Regions from separate parts of the Mus musculus genome. Here region 2 is linked to region 1. Evidence: chromatin contacts called from public HiCAR-type data. All regions are on one chromosome and are shown on one strand. Each heading gives the region's core, a stretch centred on a gene start, on an enhancer-like site or on the middle of the called end of the contact. The rest is flanking DNA. Distances are from core to core; before and after follow the strand shown. Region 1 holds the start of Iffo2 (intermediate filament family orphan 2). Region 2 holds the start of Sdhb (succinate dehydrogenase complex, subunit B, iron sulfur (Ip)).

The links. HiCAR-type assays count read pairs that join an accessible place to other places.
Region 2: a contact with region 1 is called in a HiCAR-type map of astrocytes, with 3 times the contacts expected there. The contact joins the promoter of Sdhb here to the promoter of Iffo2 in region 1. A contact is called at or near these places in 2 of 39 promoter capture datasets (hippocampal neurons and liver) and 2 of 115 datasets of contacts at active chromatin or transcription factors (astrocytes and embryonic forebrain).

What each region holds. Positions count from the first base shown.
Region 1 is chr4:139,573,458-139,575,983 of GRCm38.p6, reverse strand. Iffo2 (intermediate filament family orphan 2) reads right to left here and starts at 1,264. Exons shown (of 9, transcript NM_001205173.1): 1 at 387-1,264. The coding sequence starts at 1,036.
Region 2 is chr4:140,960,007-140,962,532 of GRCm38.p6, reverse strand. It overlaps Sdhb (succinate dehydrogenase complex, subunit B, iron sulfur (Ip)), which reads right to left and starts at 1,262. Exons shown (of 8, transcript NM_023374.4): 1 at 1,057-1,262. The coding sequence starts at 1,128.

The sequences.
Region 1 (2,526 bases), core at 15-2,514:
ACATCTCGGGGAATACCTAGGCTAGGAGACACACCAGCCATGACTTCCATCAAAGGATCAAGTCTTGACTTTCACCGCGGATTAGCCAAGCTGCCTTGAGCAAGACACTTGGTACCTCTTCACCTCAGTTTCCTCATCTGCAGTATGGGGACAAGGCTGCCTCACACCGCACTGTCATGTGGACAGAATGAGATCACCACAAATCCGCTGGTTATTACGTCCCTGGGAAACAATGTGCCTGGCCCCAGGGGTCGGCGCCCAGGTATCCCGCGCTCCCTGCGCTCGTTCGCGGATTTAGATGACCTAGTCCTCCCGCAGTTCGCAGCCCATATGCCAGGCCCTGCTGCCGGTTCTGAGAGCGGCGGAGGAGGGGCGCGTCCACTCACCTCCGTTTGTACTCGTCACGCTCGCGCTTCACCTTGGCCAGCACGTTGTAGAGAGCGCGGATCTCTGGCGTGATGGTGTCGATCTGCACGCCTACGCCGTCCGGGTGTACCCACGACACGCCGGGGCCCTGCACAGTCTCCACGCCACCGCCTCCCGTGCGCCGCACCTGCGTGTAGCTCCAGATGGTCCCGGGCAGGCGACCGTAGTGCTGCGGGTGCGAGCCGCCGCCGGGGGGCAGGCCGCCCAGGGCCACCGCGTTGGCGTTGACGCCGGTGGCCGCGCCGAGGGCCTGCCCGCTTCCCGCAGCCGACGGCCGCAGCAGCTCGGGCCCGGTCTGCACGGCCTGCTCGCGGGAGAAGGTCTTGTAGCGCAGCCGCCGATCGCGCTCGCTCTGCTGCTGCTCCAGCTGTTTCTCCAGGAGCCGGTTGCGCCGCTCCAGCTCGTGCACCTTGGCCAAGAAGCAGCGGAAACGCACGTTGAGCCCCTTGAGGAGGTGGATGTTGGAACCCAGATCGTCCCGCAGCGCCGCCGTTACGGGCGAGGGCCCCGGCCCGGCCCCGCCACCCCCGCCGCCGCCTGCGCAGCCGCCGCCCCCCGGCGGGCAGCCGAAGGCCAAGGCCATCTCTCCGAACAGCAGCGAGTTAACCATGCGCCGGCTGCGTGGCTCAGGGCCCCGGGCCCGTGGCTCCAGATGCGGCTCCAGCTCGGGGCCGGGCTCCCGGCGCGGCCGGGCCAGGGCGGGCGCGGGCTCCAGAGCGGCCGGGGTGGTGTTAGGTGCCAGATGCGGCTCCGCTGCGTCGGGAGAGATGGTGGGACGAGCTGGAGGTCGCGGTGGCTGCGTGGGGCTGGTGAGGGGTCCGGTGCCTGCGCCGCGACTGTCAGAGCTGCTGTGGACCGGCCGCAGCAGCGGCTCGCAGAGGACTCTCAGCCGGCGCTGCCCCCTCTGCGGCGAGCCCCGCCCTCTGCAGGCACAGACCACGCCTCCAGGGCCCGCCCTCTGCAGACACAGACCACACCCCCTGCCTAGCTGCTCTCTGCCCTTCCCGGCCCGCCCTCTATAGGCGAAGGCCTTCCTCCCTAGCCTGGACCGCCCTCTGCGGACATAGGCCACGCCCCTCAACCCATTGCAGCGATTTCACCCGCTGAGACTCGGCTCCTAGGTCTCCAGCCCCGGCCACGCCTATCGGCCCTTGGGCTCCGCCCACCCACAAGCTGCGCCACTCGTCTGCGAGGAGCCTTTCGACTACAGCTCAAGCTCCGCCCAGCAACGGCCCAGAAAACCCTCGCCTGCGTGCGGCGCTGCAGGCCTAGCGGGGTTCAGATAATCTAACGCAGTCTGAATGCGAAACTGTACCCGGGAACGCGGCAGAGCCGGGCACCGCAGCCTCTTGAAAAGGTGGACAGCCTGTGGAGACCTCCACTACCAAGTGTGCCAGGCGGGCTTGACTACCTGCTTGCCCTTCCTCCGTGTCCCAAATTTCCCTGCCCCAGATTCTCAGGCATGCGGGTGACTGTGGCCTGCAAAGGTCTGGCAACCATAGTGTGCGAAGATGCATGAAAACCAGCTCCCCTACTCCAGCCTCCGGAGGCCTTGGTCGCCTTCCTGTCCCCTACCAGGCAGGATCAGGGCTTCTCGCAGCCTTTGAGCCTGCTAGTCCACGGCAAACCCAGAAGCGGGGATGTGAGACAAGCTGGGGAAGAGAAAGCAATGAGCCTCCCAACATGCTTGTCCTCACAACCCTGACTAACCATCTCCTGTCACCTATCACCACATTGTCACAGTCGGCGCTGTAGCTGAGCCCTGAGAGCAGAGGGTCTGTCTATCCATCAATTCTCCCGAATGCCTTGCTGCAATATGGAGTACCACCTATTTGGAGGACACTTATTTGGACCCATCCATCTTCCGTCCTTTCAGCCATCTATCCTTCACACCTACCACCCTAAAAACCAGTATTCCCTGCGATCTCCAAGTGTCTCCTGTACCCACTGCAAGCATTAGCTCACAGCAGGCACCTATTTAAGTATTATCCTCATTTTACAGAGAAGGTCGCTGAGACCTGAGCTTTACCACCACCTCAAAACACACTCTACCCAGCCTTCCGAGCTGCTGGCCTTTGGTCCTCACCACAAACTTCCTAA
Region 2 (2,526 bases), core at 13-2,512, 1.4 Mb before region 1:
AGTCAAAACCTAACCAAAACAACACTAAAATTATCACAGGGTGGAGATTCATCTTAGCACTTTGGAAGGAGCAGAGTTCAGTTCCCTGCACGCATATGGCGGCTGATAACCACCTGTGACTCCAGTTCAGGAAATACAGCTCTCTTTTCTCCACGGGCACATGGTGCATATACATGAAAGCACACACTCATACACACACACACAAATCTAAAAAAAAAAAAAAAAAAAACCAACAAAACCCCCCAAAACAAAATGGGAGTTCCTGTTGTCCGCCTGTGAAGGACTATCCAGAAGCCCAGAGGAGGACTGAATGGTATCTGTAAAGTAAGGAGAGGCAGTTTTTCTCGCCTTTCTAAATGCTTCTACTGTGCAGCTCCCGAGGATACAGGGCGTGTGGGGAGACCTATGACAGAGCTACTACAGAATTATTAACAAAAGCAGCTCCAGGCTCTGCCTGTCATCCCATGCCAGCGGTATGAGATCAGTGCCGCTACACACCCCTGAATAAGCACGCTTCAGGGAACCGGGTCTTGCCTGCAGACTTCCACAGTACGGATCTTTCAAGGGGTCGGGGTCGCTTTCTTTCATGTCTCCCTTCCTCTGCGGGTCAAGTGCATTGCCTTGCAGAGTCCACCGCCCTCCGACCTGACCGATCCAGACCAGCCTAACCTGGAGGTGCGACCTGGCCTCCCGGGTCCCACCCCAGACACCCCGCAGGCCTCCCTTTCACACAAGCCTGGCGGAGTACAACTAGCAGGATTTGATTCTGGGTCCCGACCACAGGTCGCTCATCCTATGACCTTGACCTCTCCCTGTCCTCCTCCCAGACCTCTGTCTTTCTGTTCTCTCTTCCAACCTCCTCCCGGCCGCGCCTCTCTCTCCGGTGATGGAGAAGCGCGGAATGGCTGTCTGAAAGGATGCTCAAGAGCAGGATGCCGGGTTAAGTCCTCCCCCGAGGCCTGGACCCGGGCTCCTTCCGCCTCTCCGCGGCCTCTCTACCCAGGCAGCCTCGGTGACGGGCACGGCTCCCCACTGAACCACGGCTCCCGGGCTCACCTGCAGGCCGACTCTGCCGAGAACGGCAGCCGGGAAGCCGCGCTTCAAGGAGACCCCGACCGTCGCCGCCATTTTGGCTCCTGACGTCAGCCCCACCCCTTCCCCTCCGGCATCCCGTCGAACACCGCGGTGGGAAGCCGGCCTCTCACCCTGAGGACCGCTAGCCGCCTAAGCGCCAACGAGTGGAAGGCCGCTTCCGGTTTCTCCGAGCCAATGTACAGGAAGTGCGTGTGTGCAGCAGCGGCCCGTAGGGCGCATGCCCACTGGGCTTCCTATGTTCCTAAGGTGACCTCTGGAGTCTGAGGGGCGGGAGAGGGAAGGGTAGCGTGGAGGGGCGGGGCAGAGGCCAGGAGGGCGGGGCTTTCCTATTCTGCTGGTGGCTGTGATTTTTAACCCTTCTCTACTTGCAGTGGTGTCTGTCAATCACCTGTGACTCTTGTCTGGTCAGCTTTGTGCTAAATCTAGAGAACCTGTCAGTCCCTACCTGATTGGGACACTTGTTAAGTGACTGAAGTGATCAAAAGATGAACGTCACGTCGGTACAGAAGTTGCATGCCCGGCATATGGAGACAGTAGGAGAACCAAGCTCACCCTCCGCTACTTAATGAGGTCGAGTCCATCTGGGATACTTGAGACCCTGCCTCAAAACACACAAAACCAAAACCAAAGCAGCCAGAAAGGGTACCTAGTATGTGGCTGGTGCCAGCCTCTGGAATGCTGTGGTAAGTGAGCGAGCTGCTCACCTAATTCCTCTCTAACCCCAAGGAAGATGACAATAGGAAAGATGGGTGATGTAGCTTATAGGCTGTCCACCAAGGACCCACAGGCTGTCCACTGTCCCCAACTTCAGATCTTCCTACAGGTAAAGAACTGCAGAGAGCTGGGATTACAGCTGTGTGCCACCATGCCTGTGTGTGCTGAACAAGCCTTCTACTAACCGACCTGTGTCCTCAGATTTCGTCAGTTTCCTTAGTCACCTGAGCTGCTTTTTTTTTCTGGCACTTCTAGACAGGGTTTCTCTGTGTAGCCCTGACTGTCCTGGAACTCACTTTGTAGACCAGACTGGACTTGAACTCAGAAATCCGCCTGCCTTTGCCTTCCAAGTGCTGGGATTAAAGGCATGCGCCACCACTGTCCAGCCTTTCTGACACCTTTTATGGGTTCTCTCAGAGCCCCCCACCCTCTGACTGGGGATTTGACCACCTTGGGCAGGCGTGATCTTGGTATCCCAAGTCACTTGGTCTCTTGGGGCACCCAGTGACTTTGCTGGTCCTTGTTACCAGAGGAAGGATTTGATTTCTTTCCGCTCACCTTTGGCAGAGGAGGGCACTGTTTATAGTCTTGGGTTTCCTCACGCTGGCTCTTTTAGAAGACACTGGAGAAATTACCATGACAGGAGGAATGGCTAGATGGGGCCAAGTTTCTGGGAACTCACCCTGAATCTGGCTTCTCTGCCAGGTAGCCTCATTA